Linked DNA regions of Mus musculus: region 1 is linked to region 2. The links are chromatin contacts, called in public HiChIP or PLAC-seq maps. All regions are on one chromosome and are shown on one strand. The core of a region is the stretch at or near the end of the contact, and the rest is flanking DNA. Distances in the headings are between cores, read along the strand shown.

Evidence for each region. HiChIP or PLAC-seq counts read pairs in DNA pulled down with a chosen protein or histone mark.
Region 1: a contact with region 2 is called in an H3K4me3 HiChIP or PLAC-seq map of microglia, with 6 times the contacts expected there. The contact joins the enhancer-like site here to the promoter of Gng10 in region 2. A contact is called at or near these places in 12 of 39 promoter capture datasets (the 3T3-L1 cell line, the C10 cell line, the HPC-7 cell line and 8 more), 1 of 15 datasets of contacts at CTCF or cohesin (large pre-B cells), 1 of 484 Hi-C or Micro-C datasets (olfactory sensory neurons), 8 of 115 datasets of contacts at active chromatin or transcription factors (the 230-238 cell line, acute myeloid leukemia, bone marrow-derived macrophages and 4 more) and 2 of 9 other capture datasets (adipose tissue and liver).

Annotation. Positions count from the first base shown.
Region 1 is chr4:59,564,082-59,567,634 of GRCm38.p6, forward strand. No RefSeq gene overlaps it. Among named protein-coding and RNA genes, the nearest start is that of Hsdl2, 16 kb to the right of the region's middle. Within about 2 kb of position 1,535, at least 28 of the 459 cell types and tissues checked have an H3K27ac peak or open chromatin away from gene starts, as enhancers often do. A contact at or near this core is called in the HPC-7 cell line, bone marrow-derived macrophages, hematopoietic stem and progenitor cells and 1 more, where this site is marked.
Region 2 is chr4:59,033,086-59,036,719 of GRCm38.p6, forward strand. Gng10 (guanine nucleotide binding protein (G protein), gamma 10) reads left to right here and starts at 2,071. Exons shown (of 3, transcript NM_025277.3): 1 at 2,071-2,233. The coding sequence starts at 2,153.

The sequences.
Region 1 (3,553 bases), core at 285-2,784, 530 kb after region 2:
AATAAAGACGATATCTAATTTTTTAAAAAAGGAAAAAAAAAACTTCTCATCAAATGGAGAGAAGTGGGGGGCAGTACACACTGAAAGGTGGGGGATAGAAACCTCACTCATGCACTCAGAAGTGAAGCAGAAATCAGGACATCCCACATCCTCAAACAGGCAAAAATGAAGGGGATTCATCTCCACCAGACTGGCCCCATAGAAACAATGAGAGGTGTCGTACCCCATCAGTGGAAGGCTGCTATCCACTCTGGGAGGTGTGAGCACGTGTGAAAGCTCACAACAGAGCACACACACCTGGGAAAGAAAATCAAACCTCAGCATTCTGAAAACCACCAAACCACAGAGACAGCAAGAAAGGAACAAATGTACCCAGAACCACCAGGAGAAAAACCAGTAAGCGTCTCCTCACTTATCAACAACCACCTTGGATACAAACAGATTATTTACTCAATGAAAGGTATCAGTGAGAAAGGCTCACTGGATGGACTTTAAAAAATGCAGACAGTTACATGTGGTCTATAGGAAAGCATCTTCGCTGGGAAAGGAATACACAGATAAAAAAGGGAGGGGTGGGAAAAGAGCACCATGCAAACGTAAGTCAAAAGGAAATCGGAGTTACTATAATTGTATTAAATTTAACTCAGAATTTAATTGTGTTAGATTAAAATTTATATTTAAAACGTTAATGAGCTGGGCGTGGTGGTGTACTCTTTTAATCCCAGCAGAGGCAAGTGCTAAAGCAGGTGGATGAATCTCTGTGAGTTTAAGGCCAGCCTGGTCTACATAGCTAGTTCTAAACCAGCCAGAGCTACATAGTGAGACCCTTATCTCAAAAAAATAAAAAAAAAATAAGTAAATAACAAACTGTTGAATAAACTGTATGTGTCTGTAATCTTAGCACGAAGGAGGTAGAGGCAAGGCCAAAAGGTTAGTGTTGGTGGGCTGTAGTTTAATCGCAGCACTCGGCAGAGGCAGAGGCAGAGGCAGAGGCAGAGGCAGAGGCAGAGGCAGAGGCAGAGGCAGAGGCAGAGGCAGAGGCAGAGGCAGAGGCAGAGGCAGAGGCAGAGGCAGAGGCAGAGGCAGAGGCAGAGGCAGGCAGATCTCTGTGAGCCTAGTCTACAGAGAAAGTTCCAGACAGCCAGAACTACAAAGAGAAACCCTGTCTTGAAAACTCAGCCTGGGATTCATAAGACCATGTCTTTAAAAAAAAAAAAAATCCAACAGTCAATGAAGCTGTCTCTTCATTAATGAGTGAATAAAATAATAAAGGAAAGAATTCAACAGGAAGAAATAGCTATTCTAAATTCATAAATACACAATGAACTCAGCAGCACTCAGCTATAGAATACAAGCACTATTAGCTATAAAAAGAGAGACAAATTAGAATATATTCAGACCCTTTTTATATCTTCTATTAATATATAATTATCCAAACCAAAATATCCACAAGGAAACATTAAGTCTATACTATATGCCAAAATGGTCTAACAGACTGTTGACCTTGCCTGTCCCCAGCAGGCTGCAGAATAAGCTGTAGGGTATACACTTTCTTCTCGTCAGCAAGTGAGCCATCCTCTAGGGTAGACCATAGGCTAGGATATATATAATTCGAATCTCAGCAAATTCAGTAGAATTTAAATCGTGGCATTATCTTCTCTGAGATAAGAGTCAGCAAGAGAAGCTTTAGAAATTGTACAAATACGTGTAAATTAAGCAACATTCTCATGAATGAACAAGCCATTGAAAAATAAAAAGGGGAAGTTTAAAATGTCTTGAAAGGAATGAAAATGAAAACACAGCATATTGAAACCTTCAGGATTCAGTTAAAGAAACAAAAAAACAAAAAAACAAAAACAGTGCTCAGAGGAAGTCTACAGGAAAGAGTGCTTGCATCAACAAAGTAGATTGCAGACACACAACGGAACAATGTATCATTCGGAACTAGAAGATAAGAACAAAGCAGAACTTAGTGAAAAAGAAAGAAATTACAAATAAGCACATTCTATGACAAGCCTGGGGCTATGGAGGCTCGGGTAGTAAAATGCTCACACTGAAAACACAGGGACCTGAGTTAATTTCCAGAATCCTTATACAAAAAGTCCCGAGTGGTGGCCTGTTGGGTGGCAGAGACAGTTGGATCCCTTGGGGCTCCTTGGCCAGCCCAGCTAGACTAGCCAGTGAGCTTAAATTTAAGACCCCAAACTATGTAACCAGTGGAAGGAAATAGAGGAGAAATGCCTTAGAACAACAGTATTGACGAAGATCTTTTGGGTCTGACCCTTAAAGCACAGGAAACGAAAGCAATAATTGACCATACACACAAATAAATAATAGATTTAAAAAAATATACCAAATAACTGGTGAATATGAAAAGAAAGGGAGACTCACATGCTGTTGGTGAACATATGAATTAATATTGCTACTATTATGGGTAACTTCATTGAAGTGTCTCAGATAATTGACGAGCAAGTTTCTGGTTGTGTCATATGGTGCAGACTTAGGTGGTGTTTTGCTGAGGCAAGACCTGTGAGAGGATACATGGTGTTTGGAAAGAGTGTAAATAGGACTCAGCAGACAGTGACAATACAACTGCATAGCTCTTTGTTGGTCTTGCGTCTTCACTGGTCTTCACTTTGTGAGAGAGGCATGGCAGAGAACTCCAGCTGGTCCTGGTCGCTTCCACTGACTCCTGCTGATTTGGTGGATGCCTGGCAGTTTCTGCTGGATCGTGCCACCACTGCTGATTCATGCTTTCTATCCTGACACCACTGAACTGGACTGCTGGCATCCTGACAAATGGAGATTGAAATGACCCCAATGAACTACTTCTAAACAGGTCCGCATCCCCTTGTCCAAATCTTTTCTCCCTACCTTTGGACAGTGAGCTAGATAGAAAGGAGAGTCAAAGCATTTGAGAACCCTTATTAAAGTAGGTTTTTAAAAAAATCTAAGCCTATGGATAACTAGAACTTGAAGCACCCTATGATCCAGTAATCCACTTAAAATCTACACACTAAAGATCAATGTATATGTTTAATATATCTGTACTCACACATATTGCAGCCAAGAAATGGTTCATGCCTGCAGTCCCAGTACTCAGAAAGCTGCCATCAATTTAAGGCTAGCCTGGACCTCAAAAATAAGACCTGCAGGGCGTGGTGGCACATGCCTTTAATCCCAGCACTTGGGAGGCAGAGGCAGGCAGATTTCTGAGTTCGAGGCCAGCCTGGTCTACAAAGTGAGTTCCAGGACAGCCAAGGCTACAGAGAAATCCTGTCTCGAAAAAAAAGAAAAAAGAAAAAAAAAAAAAAAAGCCCTGCATGCATTATCTTCCCTTTATAGTTGCTATCTATTCTCTCACGTTTTTGTGTTCTCAAAAAACAACAAAAAAAGCAAACTTCTGTTTGTTTTTTTATGAGCTCGAATCTTACTTGGAGTCCAGGGCTTGCCTGAAACTCACTACCTTCTTGACTTAGCCCCCCAATCAGTGAATTACAGGCATGGATCACCACAACCCGCTTTTGATAATGTTCTCCATAGCCATGTCTTT
Region 2 (3,634 bases), core at 821-3,320:
CTAATCCACATTATCTTTGTACTCAGTCACTCCTGCCTCAGCCTCTGAAGTCACTGAAGTCATGGGATCTCAGGCATGTGCTACCATGTTTGGCATAAATATTGGTACTCTTTGACCCATTCTTTCTACTTTTAGCATGCTGCCTAGGAAGTAGAGCAGAAAGCACAAGTTGTATAGTTATTGTTGTATTAAGTAATAGGGCAGTTGATTAATTATGATCCAGTTATAGCTAAGAATAATTGCTTTAGAGCCTTTATGTTTTAATAGTTTATATTCTCTTCTGTTGCTTTTTATATCTCAGATGTTTTTCTTTATAAGAATCATTTTTCACTCTGTTATTTGACTGGGTGTCTTAGTTTTGGGTTCTTCAGGAAAACAGACTCTGAGATGAAGGTTTTCAAGCTGGAAGTTCATTGGGGCCAGCCCTCCTAACTAGTACTTATTACCGAATGCTGTAAACAAGGATTGGGCAGAAGGAGAAGCTGACCCTCAGATGACCCCGGAAGGAACTCCAGAGTTGGAATGGTAAATCCGACTGCCTAAATCTGAGGGGGTTGAGGGTGGGGGAAAATCTCACTGAATGGAGACTGGCTGTGGGTATGGGTTTTGGGTTTTTTTTTTTTTTTTTTGGTTGTTTGGTTTTTTTGTTTGTTTGTTTGTTTGTTTGTTTTGGTTTGGTTTTTTTTTTTTGTTTTTTTTGGGAGGGGGGTGTTTTCGAGACAGGGTTTCTCTCTATAGTCCTGGCTGTCCTGGAGCTTACTCTGTAGACCAGGCTGGCCTCAAACTCAGAAATCCGCCTGCCTCTGCCTCCCAAGTGCTGGGATTATAGGCGTGGGCCACCACGCCCGGCTGTGGGTGTGTTTTGTGGGTGACTTTGCCCTGGATGGTTCTTAAGTCCAGAGAAAACTCAGCAGATTGGAAATTGGGTACTTCAACAGCAAATCCTTTTTAAGTAGCAATTGGTTTAAGGGAAGGCTGGTATTCAATACAAGCCAGGGAGAACCCATTTGAGATTCTAATTCCTCTCCCATATGTTTAGACAGGGCTAAAAGAAAGCATGGATTTTTTTCCCCCCACAGCACTACTGAGTCTATCCACCTTGAAGATGAGGCCAACCCTCAGAGTTGAATCAGGAGATGAGAATTTGAGCCTTGAAACTATTCCTAATTTTTAAAAATTATTATTCTTTAATTTTTTTTTTTTACAGTCCAGTTGTTATCCTCTTCTTGGTCTGCTTTCTGACTGTTCCTCATTCCATTTCTCTCCCTACCCCACCCCTACCCCTCCCCTCCATTTCCAAGAGGATGTCCCCACCCCACTACCACTACCCCACCAGATCTCCCCACTCCCTGGGGCCTCAAGGCTCTCAAGGGTTAGGCGCGTCTTCTCCCACTGAGGTCAGACCAGGCAGTGCTCTGCTATACCTGTGTATGCTGTGTGGCTGGCAGGTGGCCCAATGTCTGAGAGAGATCTCGGGGGTCCAGGTCAGTTGAGATTGCTGGTCTTCCGATGAGGTCAGCTTCCTCCAGTCCCTCCCCAATTCAACCGGGACGCCCGTGGTTGGATTGGGGAGGGGCCTTGAAGCTTTTTTAAAGTAATTAAACCAATGCTTTAAAGTCTTTGGGCTTTGAAGTTTAGCAAGCTCATCCATATTGCCTTTATGCACTACCCAGCTTATGCACTACCCAGTGCAGACAGATACGGTGGTGTATAAGATGGCGATATAGTTATTACATAGTAAGTGTAAAAAAAAAACAAAAGGAAACAAGAAAACTAAAAAACCTCAAGTTTTAACGTAATGGTCTCAGTTTTGTAAAACCAATGTGCACACTTAAAAAACTCGGGAGAAGACTGGAAACAATGGCCATAGATAGTGGGTGAGAGGGCTGGTGTAATTTCATTCCATATCAGACCAACGAGCAGGATATCCTTGAAGGTTTGACTAGCTCTTCGGTGAAGTCCTAGTGTCCTTCCCTTCGCAGCGCAGGCGCCACCTAGGTTTGTTCCGAGGCACCGGCGACCGGGGCCGGGCAGCTCGCGACCCCAGCGCGGGGACAGCGGGGCGGGCGCGGCGGCTACCCCGCCCCGGGGCGGCACCCCGCTCGGCGGTCGTTCCTCCCAGCCGAACCAGCCTCGCGCAGCCTTAGCCGCCATGTCTTCCGGGGCCAGCGTGAGCGCCCTGCAGCGCCTGGTGGAGCAGCTGAAGCTGGAGGCTGGCGTGGAGAGGATCAAGGTGAGCGTTCGTCCAGCCGGACCCCAGCGCCAGCCCCACGGGCGACCGAGCGGCCCGCAGGAGACCGCGGCCTGGCGGGAGTGGGAGCTACCGGGCCGGGCGCGCACCGGGGCCTCGGGTGCTCGCGAGCCGCGCGTGGATGCGGGGTGGTTTCAGGCCGAATCCCGGGTGCTTCTGGCGACACAGCCTGTCCCAGGGACCAGGTCCGATGGCTCCGTGGGCGTGTCTACAACAGGCTGGCGACACGCTGGCGACCTGGACTCTGCCCACCCGGCTGCGGGAGGATGATGCTTAGAGATGGGGAGGGAGGCCACCGAATGAACAGATGCGAGCGAGATGGATGCTGGAGAAGGATGCTCTGCCTTCCTCTGCTGCCCCATGGGGGATCCTTGAGAGTTGAGGAAGTGAGTTCCGTTTTGGATCTGTGGATTTTACAGAGGTATCCAGGAGAGATTTCGTTGTGTGGACAGACGGCCACAGAAAAAGGCCGAAAGAGGTCATTAAAATATATGAGCGTGAAATAGACAAAGAGCGGAACTTGTAGCGTGCTGCCAGGGACAGTTCAAAGGAGGAAGGTGAGTTGGATTGTCAGGAGAGGGGTGGGGAGGCTAGAGAGATGGCTCAGCTCACTGACTGCTGTTCTGGACGACTCCGGTTCAATTCCCAGCACACACCCAAGGTTGCTCACAACCGTCTGTAACGTCAGTTTCAGGGGACCCGATGTCTTCCTCTGGCTTCCTCAGGCACCAGGCATGCACAAGGTGTGCACAAACATGCAGGCAAAACACCCGCGAGATAAAATTAAAATGAAGGCCCGCAAACACAGCCAAGGATTTACTCTGTTGGCTGAATGTGTGATTGGCAGCTAGTGTGATTCCAAGTGTGTGGGTAGGTATGGACACACCATCATGCTAGTCAGTTCCCTCTGTTTTAGCCCTCGACCTGGTGCTACTCCAGGGAATAGGGAACTCGGGTGGATACGGTAAACTAATACACAAAATTATTTCAGACAACCAGGGACAAGAGGCGCGCAGTACAGAGATGTGCCAGTAAGGTGTAGGGGAAGCCCGACAGGTTAAAAATAAAAAAGTTTTAAAGAAATAACTTCCTTTTTTTCTTCGAAAATAAAAAGGGTTTTGGGTTGATAGGAAAGATTTTTTTTATTTTGTCAAGGAAAATGGAGGCAAGGTGACTGTAGAAGAAACAAGGGTTTGGGGTGACATCTTCGGGGACAGGAAAAAAGGAGATGTGTATAAAGTGCCTCTGATTACGGATTACAGCTTTTGGCGATGGCTGTCTTGTGAAACAGGAAGCTGTGTTTTCTTGTGGGACAGTGAACCAGGAGTTAGCAAAGGGCGAAGGAAGTGCTTACTGTCCACGGTGGAGCTCACCAGCCTGGGC